Linked DNA regions of Sus scrofa: all the other regions are linked to region 2. Evidence: chromatin contacts called from public HiChIP or PLAC-seq and promoter capture Hi-C data. All regions are on one chromosome and are shown on one strand. Each heading gives the region's core, a stretch centred on a gene start, on an enhancer-like site or on the middle of the called end of the contact. The rest is flanking DNA. Distances are from core to core; before and after follow the strand shown. Region 1 holds the start of RGS14 (regulator of G-protein signaling 14). Region 2 holds the start of PDLIM7 (PDZ and LIM domain protein 7). Region 3 overlaps LMAN2 (vesicular integral-membrane protein VIP36).

The links. Promoter capture Hi-C pulls out the DNA fragments that hold promoters and counts their contacts. HiChIP or PLAC-seq counts read pairs in DNA pulled down with a chosen protein or histone mark.
Region 1: a contact with region 2 is called in a promoter capture Hi-C map of fetal liver, with 2.2 times the contacts expected there. The contact joins the promoter of RGS14 here to the promoter of PDLIM7 in region 2. A contact is called at or near these places in 1 of 5 promoter capture datasets (fetal liver), 3 of 47 Hi-C or Micro-C datasets (heart right ventricle, liver and skeletal muscle) and 1 of 2 datasets of contacts at active chromatin or transcription factors (alveolar macrophages).
Region 3: an H3K27ac HiChIP or PLAC-seq map of alveolar macrophages shows a contact between it and region 2. The contact joins the enhancer-like site here to the promoter of PDLIM7 in region 2. A contact is called at or near these places in 7 of 47 Hi-C or Micro-C datasets (blood, embryonic fibroblasts, epiblast stem cells and 3 more) and 1 of 2 datasets of contacts at active chromatin or transcription factors (alveolar macrophages).

Annotation. Positions count from the first base shown.
Region 1 is chr2:80,588,438-80,592,286 of Sscrofa11.1, reverse strand. RGS14 (regulator of G-protein signaling 14) reads left to right here and starts at 2,289. Exons shown (of 15, transcript XM_005661452.3): 1 at 2,289-2,573. The coding sequence starts at 2,529.
Region 2 is chr2:80,451,296-80,454,998 of Sscrofa11.1, reverse strand. It overlaps PDLIM7 (PDZ and LIM domain protein 7), which reads right to left and starts at 1,986. Exons shown (of 13, transcript XM_021084381.1): 1 at 1,881-1,986; 2 at 810-915. The coding sequence starts at 905.
Region 3 is chr2:80,622,352-80,625,981 of Sscrofa11.1, reverse strand. All of the region lies in intron 7 of LMAN2 (vesicular integral-membrane protein VIP36), which reads right to left. Among named protein-coding and RNA genes, the nearest start is that of MXD3, 13 kb to the left of the region's middle. Within about 2 kb of position 2,116, at least 4 of the 83 cell types and tissues checked have an H3K27ac peak or open chromatin away from gene starts, as enhancers often do. A contact at or near this core is called in alveolar macrophages, where this site is marked.

The DNA of each region.
Region 1 (3,849 bases), core at 1,040-3,539, 140 kb before region 2:
TATGAAGCTAGGCCTGGATCCACGGCCTAGCAGACAGGCAGGCAATCTCCACTCCCATCACTCACCCTACCATCCCATCACAGGTATATTGACACTGTCACACACCTTATTAAGACCACCATTGGCATTGCATTAGGCCCCAAAGCAACCTCCAATACACACACCACCCTCTATCTAGGTGGGCTGGAGCAAGGTGTCTAGAAAAAGGTGAGTTAGGACTGGGTAAGAGGTGTATTAACTAGGATAACACTAGCTGCTACAACAGGTAAACCCTAATGCGAGTTCCCCTCCTGGTGCAGCAGAACCTAATCGGACTAGGAACCATGAGATTGTGGGTTCGATCCCTGGCCTCGCTCAGTGGGTTAAGGGTCCAGAGTTGCTGTGGCTGTGGTGTAGGCCGGCAGCTACAACTCTGATTAGACCCCTAGCCTGGGAACCTCCATGTGCTGCAGGTACGGCCCTAAAAACACAAAAGACCAAAAAAAAGTAAACCCTAATGTATACAATGGCTTGAACAAGATAATTTTTCTCTCTCCCTTAACTGTCCAAAGCTTGTGTTTTTGGTGCCTGTGGACTTGCCTTCTTACACAAATGCAGAGGCCCAGGCTCCTTCCTTCTTACGGCTCCACCATCCCCTAGGGCTTCGTCATCTCCTGTATCCAGCCAGCTAAAGGGGAAGGAGAGAAGGCAGAGGGCACAGAGCACCCGATAGCCTTGGTACACGTCATCACTCCACTCGCGTTCAGTTGGTAGGAACTAGGCAGCACATAGCCACACCTGACTGTGAGGAAGCCTGGGAAATTAAAGTTTAGCAATGTGCCCAGGAGGAAAAGGACCTGAATTTATGGTGAAGAGTCACTTATTTTCTGCTTCTGAAATATTCAAGTCATGGCCTTAGAAGGAAGGGGGAGTGGAATAGAGGGTAGAATACGAAAGATGGGGTGTCACCTTTTCCTTGCAGAAAGTGGGGCCCAAACTGTAGTGCCTGGTAACTTCAGGGCTCTAGGAAAGCCCAAACTTCAGTAAAATACAAGTCTTCGTGGGTACATACATATGTAAGAAAGAGGCCAGGGATTTCCCTGGCGGCTCAGTGGGTTAAGGATCTGGCATTATCATTGTCATGGGTCAGGTCACTGCTGTAGTTCAGGTTCGATCCCTGGCCCAAAAACTTCTGCATGACACAGGCATGGCCAAAAAAAAAAAAAGGAAAAAAAGGGAAAGGGAATTCCCACTGTGGCACAGCAGAAATGAATCCAACTAGTATCCGTGAGGATGCGGGTTCAGTCCCTGACCTTGCTCAGTGGGTCTGGTGTTGCCATGAGCTGTGGTGTAGGTTGCAAATGTGACTCGGATCCCACATTGCTGTGCCTGTGGTGTAGGCCAGAAGCTGTAGCTCCAACTCGACTCAAAGCCTGGGAACCTCCATATGCCATGGGTGTGGCCCTAAAAGGGGGGGGGGCAAAAAAAAGCCAATAAGGACCCTGGCTAAAGGGACTGGGACTGGGCCAGGGCTGAGGAGGCAGACTACCCCTCTTCAGTCAACAGTACTTCACAAAAGTGGGACTTTTATGAGTGACTATGAATGCACACACACATCTTTGGGCACAGATGCACCTGGTCCATTCCCTGCCCAGCTGGGCAAGCACGTGCACACCTGGTTGCAAAGGTCACTGGGTTCATATGTGCCTTGTGCAGGTGTGCCTGTCACATGCATCTGTCCGAGGGACTGGGCACACTCATGACTGAAGGCCCAGGTATACCTGACAAGGGAGAACCCGCACACCTGAAGGATCTTGTGTGTATGTGACCATGCATGAGATGTATCCATTTGTCTGTACACCTGGGCATAGACCTGGGAGGGAGAGCCCAAAGGTGTCTCAGGACAGAGGTAGTAATGCACCCAGCTGCCAGGGGGAGGGGCACTGAGTGTGTGCATGCTCAGCACACAGCAGGTGTGGGATAGGTGTGTGCTGAGTAATGTAGACGAGTGGACATTCAGGTCCTGGTGCACAAGTTCCCATGTCCACAGAAGCCCCAGCAGGGTGTACAAAGTTTTCCAGGTGTGTGAACAGGCACTTCTGTGCCCAGACATGCCTATGGAGCTCCCCGGTCTGCGCCAGACCAGGCTGGGCTCCTCGCTGGGCACACAGAGGCCCCTGCTCTGTGTTGGTGCCTGAGTAGAGCACTGCCAAGGGTGTGTTGGCAGCATGTGCGCGCGGGCGCGTGAATGTGTGTGTGCGTGTGCGTGTGCATGTGTGTGTGTGTGTGTGTGTGTGTGTGTGTGTGAATGTAGGAAGAAGCATTCGCTCTCTTAGACCTTGCTTCTTTCTGTGGTTCGGTTTCTATAGAGACGCTTCCTGTGGCAGAGAAAAGAGGTAGTGAGCTGGTGTTTCAGGATGTGAGGGCCCGCAGGAGCGGAGCTGGGCTCTCTCTGCCGCCTGCCCATCACCGTGAAAGCTCTGACCGGCGCTGCCCGAAGTCCCCATGGTGGGCGCCTCCCGTGGCAGGGACCCGTGAAGAGCAGCGGCATGCCGGGGAAGCCCAAGCACCTGGGCGTCCCCAACGGACGCATGGTGAGTGTGGGCTCTAGGCCAGGCCCACGGGGAGGAGGTGGGTACACCCAGGGTGGAGCCCGAGAGGCACACCCGGTAGGGCTGGGCAACAGCCTGTGTGCTGCCAGCGGGCGGGAGAAGTTGGGGACAGATAGCAGCAGGTGGTGGGACCTGGTGCCCTCACCACAGGACCTTCCAGATGGCTCTGCTGGGGGACCTGGGGCCGCCCTGGGGATGAGACTAGAGGAGAGGCTTCTGGCCCAGTCCCCACTGCTCTCTTCCTTGCTACTTTGGCATCACCTGGGGTAGCAGGGAGACTGGGCATGGCCTTTGCCCCTTGACACCCCCTATACTGGCCTGAGCTCCCATACCTCACTCGGCCTCAGCAATATCGCCCCCCATGTCCTGATGCTCAAGGTCAGGTAAGGGGCAGCCCTTGCTGGGTCACTGCCCTCCCCCTAGACCTGTTCCCGAGGCTTCCTGCCAGAACTAGGAGCCCTTTGGCAGCCAGGGATGGGTCTGCAGGGTCAGGCCAAGTTGATACAGCTTCTGTCTGTTCTATTCCTGGACCACTAGGAAAGGTAGGGGGAGCTGGGTACTGGGATGCCCCTGGCTGCTGCCCCCTCCCCCAAACCTCTCCCTGGCTGTTTGGCATCTGGGTTAGAGCTGCTCTTAGAGTCCAGCTTCTTTATTCATTCAGCAGATGAGACAGGCTGTGCCGGGGCTTCTCTTCTTCTATCCCTAGGACAACAGCCCACTTGGCAGAACCCCAGTCCCTCCTAAAAACTCTGGGAAGTCCAGACAGTGTCCTAGTTTCTTACACAGCCCCAGCCTAGTACTGTGGGACAAAGCCAGTGGGTCCAGAGAGATGTGGTTTCCAATCTCAGCTCAGTTGTCCCTGGCTAGAGGGTCCTCTCTGACCCTCAGATTCTTCCTCTATAAAAATGAGAAGTTTGGAATGGATTTCAAAGGCTTGTTTAGATGATTAAGCCAAATGATGAATATGAGGCCCCTGATCCATTGTGGGGGTTCTATAACTGTCAGCCCCAATGCCCCCCACTCCATTCTCAGCCCCTCTTCAAGGACACTCTGCTTCACCATGAAGCTGAGCCACCACCTCAACCCCCGCTCCTCCTCCTAATTCCCAAGACCTATCTCTACACCCCTTCCTCCAGCATCTCTTTATTGGGTGGGAGAGAGATGAACCCCTCCAAGCTGGCCCAATCCCTCCCCCCTACCGCTATCTATACCATCAACCTAACTTTGAAAGTTCAAGCACCGGTGGGCCTCGCATTCC
Region 2 (3,703 bases), core at 737-3,236:
GATGTGGTCAGGGGTCCAGGCCCAGACCAGCCTTTTTCAGCCCTGCAGACTCCAGCCACCAGTTGGCCATCCCTGCGTGGGGCTGCATTCTTGGGCTTATAAGGCAATCCCCCTGCCACAGGGAGGAGCCGGCCCCTAGCTCCACCCCCACCAGGACAGGATCTCAGAAGCTGAAGTCAGAGTCCTAGAGACCCATCCCAACCCCTGCTTGGGGTCAAAGCCCACTCCATCCTGAATGGGACCAGTGGATGGGATGGAAGGTCCTCACACAGGCCGGGGAGAGGCACCCCTCACACACACAGACTGCTGGCCATCCCTGTGGCTGAATTCCAATCCCTGTTTTGCCACGGAGTTGCTGAAGGAGCCCTTTCACCTCTCCGAGTCCTGAGTTAGCTCATCTGGAAAAACAGGATGACAGTTGCTATTCCCTGGGTGGCAGTGAGAATGAAGTGAGATCCTGCAGTCAGAGAGCCCTGCCTGGGGCCTAGCTCCAAGCATTGCTCTCTCAAGGAGCTTAGACACTTCCTGGAGACCTCAGAATGGGCATCCCCCTGGGCCTTGGAGGTGGCCACAGGAGCTTCGTGGAACAGCATCAGGTACAGTGCAGTGCTAGGGAAGTGTGGGGGCTCCTCTCCTAGTATCTCCCTAGTTAGGTTGGTAGTCTTCGTGGCAGTGCCCACATATCTGGACCTGGGCACCTCCTGGCCTACCGGCCGTGGCTCACTCCTGTTCAGGCTCTTTCTGTCACCCACTGGAGATCTGAGCACCCCAAGACCCCTGGGGGAGCCCCTCCCTCAATCTAGGCTCACCCGGGAGATGGAGAGGGGCACATTGAAGTCCTTGCCCCCCTGCAGCCGGAAGCCCCAAGGTGCTGGCCCCTCCAGCACCACCTTGAAGGAATCCATGGTGCCGCTCCTGAGAGGAGAGAAAAGGTGAGCAGCTGGCATGGTGGGTACACAGGCAGGCCTAGCTCTGGACATCAGGCTTGGACTAGTGCCAGGAAGGCACGAGCAGACGCTGAGCACACCCAGGGCAAGGGTAGGAGGGTAACTTGTTAAGTTTGGCTGGGCTGCTAGCTGGCAGACTTCACTTTGGAAAGGCAGCGGCAACCCCCCTTCCCCAAGGGACAGGGTGGGTGAGGGGAGCCCGAATCCAGCCTTGAGATTCTTTTCATCCAGGAGTGGATCGCAGGGCTAATTTGGCTCTGGCTTCCCCCCAAGCCATCCTTGAGCCTGGAACTAGACGGCAAGGCCAGTCCGGGGCCGGCGTTCCTCCTTTCCCCCGCCCCCAGGTCCCGGCAGGCAGGCCACGGCTGGAGCCTGCTCGGACTATATAAGGCGTGTAAGCTGACACTGTGCGGAGAGCCAACGGAGGGAACACACGGGGGCTCGGGACGCGAGGGGGAGGGGAAGGGGGGGAGGCGGCTGGAGCGGGTACTAGCCATTCCCGGACTAGTCGAAGCTGCCGTGACCCAGGGCGAGACCCCTGAGCGCTGGGGGAACTGGGCGGGTGCGCGGCCCCTGCGTAGGTCGGTGGGGACTGGGACTTCAAAGCGTGGCCAGGAAGGGAATTCATCCTAGAGTTCAGTGGGGGTGATGCCTCCCCCACAGGCCTACCCTCCTGACGTGACTCGGTTTCCCCCTGGTTCCCCGCCCCGGCCCCATGCATTGGCCGAGTCCCGGGGGCAGGAAGCGGCGCAGGCGCCAATCGGCCCCGCCGCAGCCGGCTTCGCCTCAGGAAGGCGGGGGCGGGGGTAGCGGCTCCCGCACGCCGGAGGAAGCGCAGCTTTGGCCACGACCCCTAGTGCCCGCTGTGGCCCCTAACAGGCCTCTGCCCCCCCGCCTGGCCCAGCCCGAAACGCCCCGCACAGTCGCCTGTACCTGCTCGGCCCCTCCGGGGCGCTGCTCAGCAGCGGGCTCCAGAGAGCCGCGCTGGGATCCGCCGCCCGCGTTCTGGCCCCGCCCCCGCCGCAGACATCAGTTATGAGCCCGCTGGAGGGGGCGTGGCCTGTGGCCACGCCTCCGTCAAAAGTTGAGCCCATGAGCAGTCTCCCAGGCAGTAGGAAGCCCCGCCGAATCCTTCCGTACCGCCCAATCACGAAGTCCGGTCTCTCTTTGCGCTGTAAGGCAAGGCTCTCCCTGGTCCCCTTAATGGGGCGGGGCCTGGGTAGGGTGTGGGGGGGTCTGGGCTGCTGGACAGCCCAACCCGCGGCTCGCCCAGCCCCTTGCGCCTCCCTCTGGCCGAGTGAAAAGCAAGTCACCAAGCAAACCAGGCAGATCTGGACCTGAGTCATCTCTAAACCCTAGTTTCCTACTGGGAAAGTGGGACAGTAATACTCGCCTCACAGGCCACCGTGAAGATAGGCATAGTTTGGCGTAAGGCACAGCCATTGATAGCTCAAGAATATCTAAATCGGGAGTTCCCGTCGTGGCGCAGTGGTTAACAAATTTGATCCCTGGCCTTGCTCAGCGGGTTAAGTATCCGGCGTTGCCGTGAGCTGTGGTGCAGGTCGCAGACGCGGCTTGGATCCCACGTTGCTGTGACTCTGACCAGTGGCTATGGCTCCGATTAGACCCCTAGCCCGGGAATCTCCATAATGCCGCTCCTGCGGCGAGCGGCTCTAGAAAAGGCAAAAAGACACACAAAGACACACACACAAAAGGAATATCTAAATCGGACAGACTTGGTCTGGAAGAGGGAGGGGGTGAACCTTGGAGGTGGGGTTAGTTGAGGTCGACACAGGGGGAGCTTACAGTTAAGTTTGCAGAACACTCCACCAAAGGCAGCAGACAGAGGTATAAAGGCCTTTGGCTCCGCCCCGACCCTATGCCCTGCCCTCACTCCTACCCCCTGACCCTCCGAAGGTTTAGGGCTGACCCCCAAACTGTCGAGATAGTCCTGGTACCCCACTCCAGAGTGGGCAGCGCCTCCAGTGGGGGTTTCACAGACCCCACAGCCCCAATGCTAGCGCAGTGGGAGGAAATTGACCAGGGATCAGGATGGGCATCCACCCCTCACCTCCTTCTAGGGCATGGCTGTGGCTACTCTCCTACCTCCACCATCATCATTACATTTCCCCCTATTCTGCATCATTCCCCTCATAATATAAACTGTAAGAATTTTCACTTTTTTTTTTTTTTTTTTTTTGGCCTTTTCTCATTATAGGGCTGCACCCAGGGGCATATGGAAGTTCCCAGGCTATAGCCGCCGGCCTATGCCACAGCCACAGCAAGGCCACAACAGGAATTCCAGTTACTTCCTAATTTAAACTTTCATTTTCCCCACCTCCCTAACTCCTTCCTTACTTCAAGGAAAAAAAATAAAAACAGTGTTCATCTGGTTAGGCCAGTAAAAATCATGAAGTTTTCCTTCCTTTCTCATCTGTGTCATACCTCAGATTCTGTAGATTCCACCTTCTGACTCTATTCCACACCTGGCTGCCGTGTTTGTCCTTGCCACTTGTCTCGTGCTTGGACATCTCAGCAGTCTCTTAACAGATTTCCCTCTTTCTACCCTTGCCCAGTCCCCAGTCTTCTTCAAAATGGTATTTTTAAAGCAGAAATCACACCATACACCTTCGGCTTCTAGCATTTCAGTGGGATGGAGTTGCACCTAAGATAAAACTAAAGTCTTTCAGACACTAATAAACTACCTCCCCCACTTCTCCTGGCTCACTCTGCTCCAGCCATTCTGCCCTCCTCAC
Region 3 (3,630 bases), core at 867-3,366, 170 kb before region 2:
TAAATCGACTTGCTGAGGGCCCTTCAATATTGGGATTCTCATCAGTCCACAAAACTTCCAAGAGTGCTGGATTATGACCTATGTTTTGACCCCATAAACGTCTGCCTTATTATCCCATTTCTTCTTTTTTTTTTTTTTTTTTTTTTTTTGTCTTTTTGTCTTTTGTCTTTTGTTGTTGTTATTGTTGCTATTTCTTGGGCCGCTCCCGCGACATATGGAGGTTCCCAGGCTAGGGGTTGAATCGGAGATGTAGCCACCGGCCTAGGCCAGAGCCACAGCAACGCGGGATCCGAGCCGCGTCTGCAACCTACACCACAGCTCACGGCAGCGCCGGATCGTTAACCCACTGAGCAAAGGCAGGGACCAAACCCGCAACCTCATGGTTCCTAGTCGGATTCGTTAACCACTGCGCCATGACGGGAACTCCCCATTTCTTCTTTTTCTTTTTTTGGCCACATCCACGACATGAAGAGGTTCCTGGGCCAGGAATCAAACCTGCACCAGAGCAGTAACCAGAGCCGCAGCTGTGACACCAGATCCTTAACCCACTGCACCACAAGGGAACCCCCATCCCATTTCTTTTTTTTGTTTTTTTTGTTGTTGTTGTTTTGTTTTTTTTTTGTCTTTTTGCTATTTCTTGGGCCCCTGCAGCATATGGAGGTTCCCAGGCTAGAGGTCTAATCGGAGCTGTAGCCACCGGCCTACGCCAGAGCCACAGCAACGCGGGATCTGAGCCGCGTCTGCAACCTACACCACAGCTCACGGCAACGCCGGATCGTTAACCCACTGAGCAAGGGCAGGGACCGAACCCGCAACCTCATGGTTCCTAGTCGGATTCATTAACCACTGCGCCACGATGGGAACTCCCCATTTCTTAATAATCATGGAAAGATTTGCATGCCGCTGGAATGAGCCCCACGATCCTCCTTTTCTTTCCCTTGCTCTCTCATGACTCATTCCACTGTTTGTTGTTTCAGCATCACTTTTCCCTTTCATAGTGGCCCTGAGACTAGTGTTTAGCATAGACCAAGTGTGGCCCAATCTCAGGATCTTCAGGATCTGCCCCAACATTCCCTCTTGGTTTTTTGTTTGTTTGTTTGCTTTTTAGGGCCACACCCATGGCATATGGAAGTTCCCAGGCTAGGGGTGGAATCAGAGCTACAGCGCCGGTCTACGCCACAGCCACAGGCACAGCAACACAGAATCCGAGCTACATCTGCGACCTACACCATAGCTCATGGCAATGCCGTATCCTTAACCCACTGAGAAAGGTCCTGGGATCAAACCTGCATCCTCATAGATACTAGTCAGGTTTGTTACTGCTGAGCCACAATGGGAACTCCGCTCTCTTGCTTTCATTTTAGCTGTTACAGATAACAATAACCAAGGGAGAATGTCTTTTACTTACTTCTTATAACTCTGAATTTCCTTATGCATCCAGTGAACCAACTTCTTGGCAGCTGATTCTGTCTTTTTTTTTTTTTTTTTTTTTCTTTCTGCTTTTTAAGGCCGCACCTGAGGCATATGGAAGTTCCCAGGCTAGATGTCGAATCAGAGCTCCAGCCTACAGCCACAGCCACAGCAACACAGGATCCGAGCCAAGTCTGTGACCTAAACCACAGCTCGTGGCAATGCCAGATCCTTAACCCATTGAACGAGGCCAGGGAGCTAACCCGCAACCTTATGGTTCCCAGTCGGATTCGTTTCCACTGTGCCAAAACAGGAACTCCTGATTCTGTCATTTCTAAATTTCATTATTGACTTTTGCCTTCAGTAACAAATCACAGTGCAGTTTTGCACTATAGTGAGCCCAAAGGCCCTGAAGGAATCAAAGCTTCATCTTACCTCACGTGCTCATCCAATTCCCAGAGACAGCAAGTGACTCACCCACCAGCACACTTTTCATACTCCAACCAACCCAGAGCCCACACCACCACCCTCACAATCTGGGTCACTCTCCCCCTATCCTAATCACCCCAGAGCCAGTTCCCACACAGCTTGGGTCAGCCCCTATATCCCGATGAAACTATTCCAATTAGCCAATTCTAAGCCTCATTACCATGCCTCACACATTCCCTCCTGCAGAAACCACAATAAAGACTCTTGCCAACACTTCCTCCTCTTCCTCCCTCTCTCTGCCTCCTGACTAACCCTGGTACTTCCCCATGTGGCCCTTCATGGCCTGGCATCTCTCCAGTTTTTAGGGAACTGTGAGTATCAACTTCTTCCTTTATGGCCATCATTTCTGTGTCTGTGTGTCTTACCAAATCTGATGAAAACAAATCTCAGGAACCTTTACAGCAATTGGCACAGTGAGCGGGAATGGTTACAAACTGCTCTTTGCTTACTAAGGGATCCACCAGACAGCACCCATGGCCAGGAGCCTGCCCTGTGCTGGCTTCTGCCTCAGGTTGCTTTTTGCAGGGTGTTGCTACGTATTCCCAACCTAAACTTTGCATGCTGAAAACTAAGTCCTCCTCAAGCTGCTGCATAGGCCACAGAATCAAGTGTCTGGGACTGAGTGCCCACGGGCACTCAACATCTTTCTCCAAGCAGGTGAAGCGTCGGGTCCAGGACAGAGTGCCTGGGGTGTATATGGAACCAGATACATCAGCTTCTCAAAAAGGAGTGACTACCTTCCTGGTGCCATGGGACAAGTCTGATCTGATCCATGGGCTGGGCAGCATTGACCATGGGTGGGGCCAACTGAGTCATTTATAGAAAATGCCTACTGGAGTTCCCGTGGTGGCCAGGCAGGTTAAGGACCCAACTAGCATCCATGAGGACATGTGTTTGATCCCTGGCCCCATTCAGTGGGTTAAGGATATGATGTTGCTGCAAGCTGTGGCATGGGTCGCAGATATGGCTTGAACCTGGCGTTGCTGTGGCTGTGGTGTAGGCCGGCCGCTGCAGCCCCAATTTGACCCCTAGCCCAGGAACTTCCAAATGTCGCAGGTGCGGCCCTAAACAGCAAAAAGAAAAAAGAAAAAAGAAAAAAAAGTGCCTATGGTCTAGGATGTTATGTGCTCCTGGGGCACCTGATAAACCACCTCCCTTTCTACCTCTGAGCTTTGCAGAGTCAAAACTCTGGCCTGTCCTGCGGAGAAGTGGGAGATTCTCCACCTACACACTCCCGTCTGCATCACAGGCCATTCATGGGCATAAGGGTATCCTCCTCAGGACGTCCTGTAAATGTCATTGCTTGGGTTGCAAAACCTCTCTGCCGCTGTCTGCTTACTACTGCGGCCATTTGTCCTCTGACCCAATGGGCTCTCAGGGCCCATCCCTGGAGACCAGTGGCTCAACATTTAACAGGGGAAAGGACAGGAACATCTGGGTCCAGCTCTCCCAGAACCCCGAGGACGGGGTCCAAGTTATGTTCACAGGCAGCAAGCCTGACCCGAGAAAGGTGTGATTACCAGAAGTCCAGATGGCTCAGAAATGAGTATTTGGGTTACACCACCAGGTAAGCCTCAAGATCTGCTAAGGCTATGGCTGAGGATGAAGACAGTTTAGAATGGATACAAGTCAACAAACAACAAATGCTAGAGAGGGTGTGGAGAAAAGGGTACCCTCCTACACTGCTGGTGGGAATGTAAATTGGTACAACCACTATGAAAAACAGTATGG